Regions from separate parts of the Mus musculus genome. Here all the other regions are linked to region 1. A link is a contact called in public promoter capture Hi-C data. All regions are on one chromosome and are shown on one strand. Each heading gives the region's core, a stretch centred on a gene start, on an enhancer-like site or on the middle of the called end of the contact. The rest is flanking DNA. Distances are from core to core; before and after follow the strand shown. Region 1 holds the start of Bcl2l2 (BCL2-like 2). Region 2 holds the start of Mphosph8 (M-phase phosphoprotein 8). Region 3 holds the start of Sdr39u1 (short chain dehydrogenase/reductase family 39U, member 1).

Region 1 (3,839 bases), core at 433-2,932:
ACATGTAAAGAAAGATCTGTGGCTCACACCTGCAATACCATTTGGACTGCTGGCATAGACAGATTGTGAGTTCAAGGTCAGACTGACCTACAAGGAAGAGAGAGAGAGAGAGAGAGAGAGAGAGAGAGAGAGAGAGAGAGAGAGAGAGAGAGAGAGAGAGAGAACAATCAAAACAATCAATTCCCATAATGGATTGCTACTATGATCATTGTGGCTTCTCCGGTGACCACACAGACAAGTGGGAACATCAAGGTTTAGTGGGAGAAGCAAGGGGAAGTAACAAGAAAGAACTGAAGGAAAGAAGCATAATTGGGTTGCCTCTTTCTGGCCTTAACTGGAGTTCCAGAGCTGAAGAAATGGCAACCTTCAGGAGTCCTGGGTGGGGGGAGAGGTGGGAGGATCAGCACACTGATGAGTGCCCTCCTGTGGATCTGCTGTAGTCAGAAAGCTTCTTGCCCTGGAAACTTGCTCTACAGAAAGATATTATCACATGCTGGATAGTGGTGCCTCGGGCCTTTAATCCCATAGTGTCTGAGGCAGAGGCAGGCCAATCCCTGTGAGATCGAGGCCAGCCTGCTCTATAGAAGTGAGTTCCAGGGCAGCCAGGGCTACACAGAGAAGAAACCATGTTTCAAAATACACACACACTCGGTTTTTATATATACATATTTTTACATATATATATATACATAAATGCACATATAAATAGATATATGTATATTATATATACATATATGTGTATATTATAAATATGTATATGGAATATATAAAAATATAAAAATATTTACATATACTATACTGATATACTTTATATTTATATGTATATTGATACATTTATAAATTATATATAACATATATATTTATACTTATAAACATATTTATATTGTATGTGTATATATAAAAGCACATATTTATATAAACATATGTGTATGGATAAATGTATATATAATCCATGTATATGTGAATGTAGATATTCACATGTAAATTATAGATATATGTAATCTGTAAAACAGGTATTAACCCAACATTGGTAACCTGTATTTAGAGAGGGTGTGTAAGATTAGTAAGCTTGTATCAATTTGTGCCTTTTATTGTTTGATTTTTGTTTTAAATAGTAAGAATTAACTCCTGTGGTGGGTAACAAATGAAAAGAAAATCAATCTGATTACAAAAGATGAAGATTGCTTGTGGACACTGTAAACCAAGGCCTGACACCTTGATACCTAGCTGAAACTCCAGCCAAGGAAGAGCCCACTGCATTAAAGGTCCTGAGGGGAAGTATTTTTGTGTTTAGTGTTTCTACTAGCCCCACAAGGGCAAGAGGTTGTTCCCAGCTTAATAGGAACTGCTCTGCTTTTCCTAGGCACGCAATCCAAGCTGGAAAGTTCAACAAGTGCGTGAACAGAAGAGACCTTCCGGAAATGCTGAATTTGCACTGAGCTGCTGAGGCCCGGTGTGTTTCTCTGGGGACACTGCGGGCTTCGCAGGCAGCCGGCACAGGTCACTATGGCCTCTGAACAGCCCTTCAATGGCCCTCTCTTCCTGGAGTTGTGGCTCTTCCCAGCCCTGCCTCCCAGCCCCGCCCCTCTCTCTGGACGCATCTCTGTGTCCCATCATCACCCGGCGCCGGGCCCTCCCTCCCTGCCCTCCCCTCCTCCCTCCTTCCTTCCTTCCCTTCCTCCCTTTCTCCCTCCCTCCCTCCCTCCCTCCCAGCTCCTCCACCAGGAAACAACCGGATTCCGGATCCCGGCTGCGGCCTGACCCGTGAGATTCCTTAACCTGGCTGGCGGGCGGGGTTGGAGACCAGCTAAGGGTGGGGGAATGGGAGGAGCTGGGCCTTTGGGCTGCTCTTGGGGGTACCGGGAATAGAGATGGTGTCGGCAGGAAGCCCGTGGTCCCGGGTTTCCCAAGAGGGCAGTCATTAAACACGGAATCGGTCCCACAGCTGGCAAAGCTTTGGAGGTAGGGGCCCAGTCCCAGGCGCTGCAGTTCCAGTTCTTTCCGGGCCAGACCCAGGCCTTTCCCACCTAGTTCTCTCTCCCTCCCCTTTTCAGGGCTCCACTCTAGCCGGGAGGATGAAAGGCCTCAGCTGGGGGCTCCCTGCCACCAGCACTGGGTCCTAAGAGCTGCCATCCAGGCTGGGTAAGTGTCCTCTTCCTTTCTGCCCCATTACAGCCCTTGGCTTTTCCCATCTTCCTATTCAGCCCCTGTCTCCTCCCTATCTTGTGCCTCTGCCAACATCTTCGCATCATGCTCCTGGGGAGGTCTTAAGCCCCTTCCTATAGCCAAAAAGGGGTGTGTGTGTGTGTGTGTGTGTGTGTGTGTGTGTGTGTGTGTGTGTGTGTGTGTATAGAGGTGGCATACAGCTGGTGCTGTCGTATGAAAGGAATCTGAAGTAGTCTAAAAATAAGATTTCCTGTTGCACACTTAATTTGACATGTTATACGTGGCCAGCTGCTTATGCTCTGAACCTCCCCATGACTTAAATCCGTTGCTCTTTCTTGGCCCTGCCCAGTGCCTCTGAGCATTTCACCTATCTCAGGAGCTTGATCAAATAGGAAATGTCCCTTCTTGCTCTCTGTCAATAATTTCCTTATATTTATGTCAGTCTGTCATCCTTGCCCCTTTCAGCCGCCCGGATGGCGACCCCAGCCTCAACCCCAGACACACGGGCTCTAGTGGCTGACTTTGTAGGCTATAAGCTGAGGCAGAAGGGTTATGTCTGTGGAGCTGGCCCTGGGGAAGGCCCAGCCGCCGACCCGCTGCACCAAGCCATGCGGGCTGCTGGAGACGAGTTTGAGACCCGTTTCCGCCGCACCTTCTCTGACCTGGCCGCTCAGCTACACGTGACCCCAGGCTCAGCCCAGCAACGCTTCACCCAGGTTTCCGACGAACTTTTCCAAGGGGGCCCTAACTGGGGCCGTCTTGTGGCATTCTTTGTCTTTGGGGCTGCCCTGTGTGCTGAGAGTGTCAACAAAGAAATGGAGCCTTTGGTGGGACAAGTGCAGGATTGGATGGTGGCCTACCTGGAGACACGTCTGGCTGACTGGATCCACAGCAGTGGGGGCTGGGTAAGAAGTTCTCAATTGCTGCTCTCCGCATCCCTCTACAAAGTTGGTCTTCATGGGAAAATAGGGCCTCTGATGGGAGGCTGGGGTTGTGCTGGGAAGGGCTGAGTTCCCTTATTTAAGTGGAATCAGACTGAGAGCATCAAGCTCACAGTACTCCAGGGCTACCATGTAGTAGTAGCTGGATGGGCTTCACGGTCCCAAGCAGAAGACTGAATATAGAGTTTTATAAACAGAGAACCTTCAGCGAATAATTGTGACCCCTGCGTACATAGTATGGGTGGTGAGGCCGGTCAGGGATGGGTCATGGCTAGGCAAGCCTTAGCAAAGGATGCCAGTTCTGAACGGAACTTTATTGCCATGGAAGGGATGGGGCTGACATCACGTAGACAGTGCAGAGGAGCCAGGAACGGGGTTCGGAGGGGCTTGTGTGCAGTAGAGCTTCGGCTGGAGCAGCTGGGGATGGGGGCAGTGCTCACAGTGGATGGAACTGGAACTCTTCCTTCCCTCGTCTCTCCACTATCCTTTCCTGATCTCCCTTTCTCCTTTCTCTACTTCCCTTCTCTCCCACAGGCGGAGTTCACAGCTCTATACGGGGACGGGGCCCTGGAGGAGGCACGGCGTCTGCGGGAGGGGAACTGGGCATCAGTGAGGACAGTGCTGACGGGGGCCGTGGCACTGGGGGCCCTGGTAACTGTAGGGGCCTTTTTTGCTAGCAAGTGAGAAAGTCTAGGGCCAGGTGGGGCTAGGTGTGGCTAGGGGCCAGGAGAG
Region 2 (3,839 bases), core at 413-2,912, 1.8 Mb after region 1:
TGTGACCTGTTTTAAAGTTAGTATGTCTCTCTGGTGAAACTTACTCCACACACTTAGATTAATAAAGGAGAGAGCTCTTTAATAATACCATAAATCTGGCTCTGGATACTGCTCAAAGAGGAGCTAGTTGTGAACAGATTTTTTACTAACTTACACTCATTTTCGGCTTATACATGCCACATAAGCTATTATTCTGAAATCTCTTTCAGGTTCCAGATGCAGGTTACTCTTGGAACAATTTTAATACAGACAGGAGACTGAAAGTCTAGTCACTCAGGCAGATACAAGAGGTACACAGCGAAGATAGTCAGAATTATTTCTAAGCATATACACCAGTGTTGTTCTTTTCAAATAGTTGTTATTCAGGGTCCTCTTGCCTACCTACCAGCAGAGTTAGGCTTTTCCTCACAAGGGCACAGGGGATTTAATGGCAAACTAGGACTTAATGATAGGTGTGACTTGGGGCTCAGCCATTGAGCTGCCCCTTAGAGGCTTTTTTTTTTTTTTTTTTTTTAATAAGGTGGATAGGCTTAATGGCTGGTTGTAAGTTAGGGTTGTCTCCTTTTGTTGTGGAAATGGAGTCTAATTGGAGGTCAATCTTAGTGCACTAACGTTAACAGAAACTTTCTCAGCAACCCAAAACTTCAATGTTGGCACAAAAATGTCTTTCCTAGAGTTTGTAATAAGCCTGGTAATTCTCTTCCAATCATATCGCAGGCTCGCTTCCTAGTGACTCCTTTGTAGCATCAATATTACTCGTTTCTCTTGCATCAACCCCGCACCTGCTTCTGATATTTTCAATTCAATAAGAAGCAAGGGAACTTGGGAACAAACACATAGGTGGTTTTGGCTTGGTTTATCAGGTGTGAATGATCCAATTAATTAAGTATAGCCCAAATGGGGCCAAGCCAGGCAACCTGGGCTCTATCTTTTGAAGGAGAGAACCAACTTTTACTCAGCTACTAGGACCAAGCCTCCAACCATCACCTGCCAGACAAACGCCCTATCACTGAACTACTTTCAAAGCCCAACAAGTAAATCCCATAAATTATTACTTGATACAGTGTCTTGCTGTAAAGATTGGCCTTTCTCCTGACAGAAGAGAATACATATTGGGGGAATTCTCTCGCTATGTATGCCCTTGGAAATTAAACTCAGGTCCTCATATTTGGCGACCAGGGCCGTAATCTGCTGAACCACCTCCGGGTCCCTATTCTCTATCTATAAACGCTACTCACTAAAATGAAATATCCCTATAGGCTATATGTAATTGATTCGACCGCAGACGCCATATAAGCCAGCCAAAACCATACGAAAGGATTCCTGGGCAGCCATTCCGCACAGGCGGGTCTCGCTAACACTGGGGGTCCCTTTCCCAGAATCCTCATGGTCTCCTTCCGACAATCCAAACAACAGGTCTCCTCAGGCAGCGGGCGTCACCGGAGTTTGGGAGGTGAGGTGCTAGGACCGCCCCTCGCAGTCTCCCCAGGGGAGCCCTTCCGCTCTTCCCTGAGGCAGCGTTCTTCCTCAGAGTCCGTCGACCCGCCCATCCACTTCCCGTGAACTCCCCAGGGAGCCGGGGAGCGCGCCTTTGCGTGATTGGCCGTTCTGTGTGTCAATCCAGAGCTCGGCGCCCACAATTGGCTGGCTTGCCTCACGGTCGAGTCACGCCGCTGGAGCGGATTAGGGCGGAGCGGCAGGCGCGCGGTGCTGTCCCGCTGTGGGTCGCCGGCGGTTTTTCGCGTTGGTTTTGCACTGCGTCTGTGATGGCGGCGGCGGCTGAGGAGGGCATGAGTGCGGCCGCTCTAGTTATGTCAGTTCCCGACAGCATTGGCCGTTCTCCCGAGTCCGAAGGAGTTGGAGCAGGGGACGAAGAGAAGGACGCAGCCACCAAAGGAACGGTGGCCGTTGGGGACAGCGAGGAGGATGGGGAGGACGTTTTCGAGGTGGAGAGGATCCTGGACATGAAGTGCGAGGGAGTATGTGGGGGCTGAGCGGCCGGACAGGGAGTCTCCGGGGCGGGGACGGCGGGTTGGGAGAATCCGAGTGGGACGCCGAACAGCCTGGAACAGCTTGGGAGGACGGTGGCGGTCCGTAGGCGCAGACTGACATCCTGGAGAGGACCCTGGCCGCAGTCGGTGGAGGATGGATGCTTAGGGAAGTTCTAAGTGTTGTTTTGGCAGAAGAGACGAAGCGGTGACATGGAATGTTGAGAATCGTAGGATGCAAGGCAGCTGGTGGGAGACTTCTGTGGCCTTCAGCATTCGGGTATACGGTTAGGGCCATGGCTTTCCGTTAGGAAAGACTGGAGGATTCTCTACACCGTTGTCCCAATGTTTTCTAAAAGTAGAAAATGCTCCTTGGCTTAAATTCAGGAAATCCCATTCACACCGAGTGCCCGGGACAGTAAAGGTTTCCCAACCCAAAGTGTCCCTTTTCTGCGCGTTTTATGAGTGTAACTCAAGAGATTTAGAGTAAGCTTGAAAGGACAATCTTCGCACATCGTGCTTGAACACTTAACATCCTCCTTGCTGCGAATGTCGTCCCCGGGAGAAATTCTTAGTCTGTATTTCCAAGGCTTGGGATCCATCTGTTTGTGATACCTTTTCTCCCCTCTCTTCCCTTACCCGAGCTCTGCAGAAAAAGGTGCTTTCTCAGTTCTGTCCTTACTCTCTTACCTCTATTTAAGTCATTGTCTTTTATCTCTGTATTTGTCTTTTCTGCTCTAGATTGTGGGCTCCTTTAATCAGGGGATGTGGTTTATAATAATGCTTGAATCACGGACACTTAGTCCAGTAACAGCAAAGGCTGATTTTGTTGTTGCCGTTATCTGATACCGTGTACTGGACCCAGGGTTTCATGAATGCAAGGCAAGAGCTTTACCACAGAGATCTATCTCACGGCTGTGGGATTATTGAATGAGTAAACGAAATGGGAATTTGGAGAAAGGAGAAGATAAGGGCTGTAGATAGGAATCGTGCCTATACGATGGTTTTGTTTCTGTTGTATTTTCTGTCATTTGTTATCTGCCATATGCCAACTTTCATCTTAATTTTTAATCCATTGACAAACTTTTTTTTTTAATGGACTGCTGTTTACCCTGTGCCATGTTGGCTTGATGGTAGACATTTCTTTAAAGTGGTGCTTTTCTCTGAGAACTCCTGTTTTGTTTTGTTTTGTTTTTGAGACAAGATTTCTCTGTTTAGACCAGGCTGGCCTTAAAACTCAAAAATGTGCCTGCATCTGCCTCCTGGATGCTGGGATTAAAGACCACCACTGCCTGGCCTGATGGTAGAGATTTTTTTTTTCTTTTTAAAGACGAAATTCTAGCCTATATTGTTATTTTTATGTATATGGTTGTTCAGCCTTATGTCTGTCTGTGCCACATTTGTGAGCCGAGAAGAGAGCATTTGTTCTCCTGGAACTGAAATTGCAAATAGTTGTGAGCTGCCACATGGGTACTGGGAATGGATCCTAAATTACTCTTAGCCACAGAGACAATGGCTCCAGGCTCCCTCTGCATCTGCATACCCCACTTGGTCACTCCCTGCTTTTTGAGGTAGGGTCTCAGAAGTCCAGGCTGACTTAGAGCCTGAGACCTTCCTGCAGTTACTGACACTGGAAAATTTTCAAGGGAGAGTTAAATAATTGAAATTCACTGTCATTATTATGGAGCTAGAGAGGTAGGGCCAGAATTCAAATCCCCAGAGTCCATGTAAAGTTGGCTGCCAGTCTGTGAACCTGGTGTTCCTGTTGGGGGGTGAGACAGGAGAATTACCTGCTATATTATCTTACTGTGCTGTGTTAAACAACCACAGACCCTGTCTCAAGGTGAAAGA
Region 3 (3,839 bases), core at 421-2,920, 1.0 Mb after region 1:
TTGGCTGTCAGGCTGTGTCCAGAGGCCGCTAGCTTGTAGTGGGTAGGGACAGAAACGTAGGTGCTAAGCTGCTTGAACTGGACCATTCTTGACATCTGTGACTTTTTTTTTTTTTGGCAAGTTACTTCTCCGTATGAAAAAAATCTGCATCCTCAGTATGGGAGTAACTGTACCTACCTCATAAAGTTGTAAGGATTAAATAATATGTATATAATAGTATGGTGGCTACTACTCATTTTAATTGTTTGCAATTGTGTGGTCTCAAAGGAGACACAACAAAGGGAGCTCTTCATAAAGAACTGCAGTGCAAAAAAGCAAGGGGTGTGGGAGTGGGGAGATGCCTTCTGTGCGCACTAGGACCCGTACCACACCTCTTTCTCTGAGGGCTCCCAATAAAGGCTCTCTAGCCAAGTACCCCACACCCCCATTCTGCCTTTCCACACCCATAAAGACCAGACTGTGACAGTACAGATCTGGGTCAGGAAGAACCTGCAAGGCTGGAGGCCTAGGCAGTGACCCTGGGAAGGACCTGTGATTCGGGTGCAAGCCCCAAGTGCCTCAACTGCTTGCTCTGTTCTCCCTGGCTCCGTTAATGTAAGAGGCTGGTGATTTGGGAGCGTACCTACACCTGTGACTAGAATCCAAGCCTGAGGTGGGTGCGCAGTTTCGGTGATGGCTTTGGCTAGCAAGTGGGTAGTATCCAAGCGGCTCGTAAGAACCTCTTTTTGGAAGGTTTCATTCCATCTGCAGAGAAAATGAAAGAAAAGGTCAAAAGTGCAGACATGCACCTAGACCATATCCTCCCCACTCATCCGGCTCCCCTCCCAGTAAGTCTGTTGTCCTAAGCCTGTCTTAATGCATAGCTCGGGGTGGCTAAGAAGATAGGACTCTCTCCCCCGGCCCCCAATAGGCATGGGCTATATCTCTTTATCCACAACACTGGGCTTTAGTAGACGCTGATATATAACAGGCTCCAAAGGCTTAAGGGGACACTTGCACAAGTTTATGTCTACCATGCACGGGTCACAGGCATCGACCCTCTCTCCCCCCTGTACAGGTGATAACTGCTTTATGGCCCTGTTGACCTTCGCAGAGGGTTGAGGATATTCTCTCCAGCCAGGTTGATGACAACATCGCAGAGGGGCAGCCCCGACTCACTGAGTTCACTCTGTGGGAGAAAGTACAGTGCCGGCTGGTACTGTCCTTCCCGCGCAAATTGCCCTCCCACCCACCTTCCAGAAGCTCGACCTACCCACGTGATTCGACCCGGGCCAGGCTGTCTGGAGACCAATTTAACTTCGTGGCCCCTGCCTCTCAGCAGCTGGGTTACGGCTGTCCCAATGAATCCCGTCCCGCCACCTGATGGGGGAGCACAAACTGTTTACTCAGCGGGGTGGCGGTAGGTCATCTGCTGGCGGCCCCTTTGGGTGCGGTCCCCATCTGACATCAGGCCTCTCCAACCCACCCCGCGATGCAGAGGTGACAAAAGTCACAGGGTCGCACAGATTCAGCTTTTGGGGCTGGGAAACCAAGGCTAGGTTGCCTGCTTAGGAGACTGCACCCTGTGGGCCTGTTTTCTCAGCTCTCGGCTACAGCCTAAGCCGGCCCGCCACTCTGCCCTCCCTCACCTACAAGCACCCGCATAGCGACAGGGAGCTAGCACGCCTGCGCGAGATTTAAACACCGGACGCGACTACGAGCCTCACCTCACGCGAATCTCAGTACTAGGTGTGCCCCACCCTCCCCCGACCCGGAAGGAGTTATAGTAATAGCGAAGGACCATAAATTTCTCTGGGAAGAGGGGTGGATGACGCAAAAGAGATGGAGGACGAAGTGCAGAAAGGATCCGCTCCTAAAGAACAACTCTAGACCGCGAAGCGCTGGGCGTGGGGAGGGGGCGGGCACTGTGGAATTCTTCTTCATCTTTTCTCACTGTTCTGCCTCCTTCTGTCAGGACTCGAGGGTGTCAGAGTTTCTTCTCCAGTTCATGTGCGCACTCTTGTCCTTGCTTCCGCAGCTAAGGCTCTCACAAGCGTGCATCCCACCCGTGCCCTGCTTCCCAGTTCATCCGTTTCAGGGCCCTCCAGGAACACATAGTTCACCAAGTCTAATGCCCAGTTGTAGATCATTTTGATTGATCGCCCAGCCAAAATTACTGTTCTTTCTCCCTTCCTTTTAGAAATGATAGGCATTTCTCTACCGCTGGTGAAATGAGCCGATTCAAGCCAGACTAGTTTACATTAAAGGCAGGTTTATTGGGAGTTAACTGGCCCCAAGGATTAAGGCCAGGGGACTCACCATGGAGAGGAGTGGGGGAGAGGAGAAAGAGAGAAAGGGCGACCGAGCAGAGAGAGACACGGGGTGGGAGAAGGAGAGATGGGGGAGGGGGTAGGGAGAGAGCACAAAATGTCTGAATTTTATAGGGAAGAGCCTCTTGAGGAAGGGCAGCCAGGCCCCTGGTCTGGAAACTTCAAGGTTGGAGGCAAGGTATGCCAGGTAGGGTCTGAGGGATGATGGGAGAATCTGGAGGCCATGTCTGCTTTGTAAACATGTAAAAATGTAAAATATTTGCCTCAGTCCCTGGGCATAATCCTGGTCTGAAACCAAACAAGAAACGCTGCATTTTTGCCTTGAGTAGAAACCACACTGTCTTCTGGGACTTTAAGAACCAAGTTTGGTGTCTGGTGCATATCCTTTCCCACTGAGGCCAGACAAGGCTGCCAAGCTAGAAAAACATATCCCACACACAGGCAACAGCCTTTGGGATAGCCCCCACTCCAGTTATGTGGGACCCACAGGAAGACCAAGCTGTACATCTGCTACCTATGTGCAGGGAGGACTAGGTCCAGCCCATGTATGTTCTTTGGTGGTAGTTAAGTCTCTGAGAGCCCCAAAGGTCCAGGTTAGTTGATTCGATTGGTCTTCCTGTGAAGTTGCTATCCCCTTAGGGGCTGCAATTCTTCCTCACATTCTTCCATAAGAGTCCCCAGCTCCATCTACTGTTTGGCTGTGGGTGTCTTTATCTGTCTGAGTCATCTGCTGGGTGGAGACTCTCAGAGGACAGCCATGCTAGACTCCTGTCTGCAAGCATAACAGAGTATCAATAGTGTCAGGGATTGGTGCTTGCCCATGGTATGTGTCTCAAGTTGGGCCAGTTACTGATTGGCTGTTCTCTCAATCTCTGCTCCATCCCCAATCTCTACATTTCTTTTTTTTTTTTTTTTTTTTTTTAAAGATTTATTTATTTATTATATGTAAGTACACTGTAGCTGTCTTCAAACACTCCAGAAGAGGGAGTCAGATCTTGTTACGGATGGTTGTGAGCCACCATGTGGTTGCTGGGATTTGAACTCTGGACCTTCGGAAGAGCAGTCGGGTGCTCTTACCCACTGAGCCATCTCACCAGCCCTCTACATTTCTTGTAGACAGGGTAAATTTTGGGTCAAAAGTTTTGTGGGTGGGTTGGTGTCCTTATTGCTCCACCAGAGTTCCTGCCTGGCCATAGCAGGCAGCCTCTCCAGGCTCCATATCCCCAGTGTTCAGGATGCCCCTATTCATTCTTGGGCACCTCCCTTATCCCAGGTTTCTGTTTCTTCCTGAAGATGGCCACTACGTTCCCCCGATTAGTTGCAGATTTCCGTTCATTCTCATGGTCATCGGGCCATCTCCCCTGCCCCTCCCCAACCCAATCCTGAATTTCCCTCTCCTCCCCATTCCCTCTCCCACCAAGTTCCCTCGCTCCATCTGACTTCCATGACCATTCCAATCCCCCTTCCAAATGAGACTCAAGCATCCTTGCTTGTGCCCTCCCTCCTGCCCAGCCTCCTTGGGTCTGTGGG

What was found. Promoter capture Hi-C pulls out the DNA fragments that hold promoters and counts their contacts.
Region 2: a promoter capture Hi-C map of pre-B cells shows a contact between it and region 1, with 5 times the contacts expected there. The contact joins the promoter of Mphosph8 here to the promoter of Bcl2l2 in region 1. A contact is called at or near these places in 3 of 39 promoter capture datasets (liver and pre-B cells).
Region 3: a contact with region 1 is called in a promoter capture Hi-C map of pre-B cells, with 5 times the contacts expected there. The contact joins the promoter of Sdr39u1 here to the promoter of Bcl2l2 in region 1. A contact is called at or near these places in 5 of 39 promoter capture datasets (the C10 cell line, liver, neutrophils and 1 more), 1 of 484 Hi-C or Micro-C datasets (embryonic stem cells) and 2 of 9 other capture datasets (adipose tissue and liver).

What each region holds. Positions count from the first base shown.
Region 1 is chr14:54,881,743-54,885,581 of GRCm38.p6, forward strand. It overlaps Bcl2l2 (BCL2-like 2), which reads left to right and starts at 1,683. Exons shown (of 4, transcript NM_007537.1): 1 at 1,683-1,764; 2 at 2,055-2,142; 3 at 2,632-3,071; 4 at 3,642-3,839. The coding sequence starts at 2,640. The coding sequence ends at 3,791.
Region 2 is chr14:56,666,586-56,670,424 of GRCm38.p6, forward strand. Mphosph8 (M-phase phosphoprotein 8) reads left to right here and starts at 1,663. Exons shown (of 14, transcript NM_023773.2): 1 at 1,663-1,979. The coding sequence starts at 1,767. It also overlaps the pseudogene Gm4032.
Region 3 is chr14:55,898,562-55,902,400 of GRCm38.p6, forward strand. Sdr39u1 (short chain dehydrogenase/reductase family 39U, member 1) reads right to left here and starts at 1,671. Exons shown (of 6, transcript NM_001082975.1): 1 at 1,629-1,671; 2 at 1,253-1,359; 3 at 1,086-1,168; 4 at 623-744. The coding sequence starts at 1,644. It overlaps Khnyn (KH and NYN domain containing), which reads left to right. Exons shown (of 8, transcript NM_027143.3): 8 at 1-219.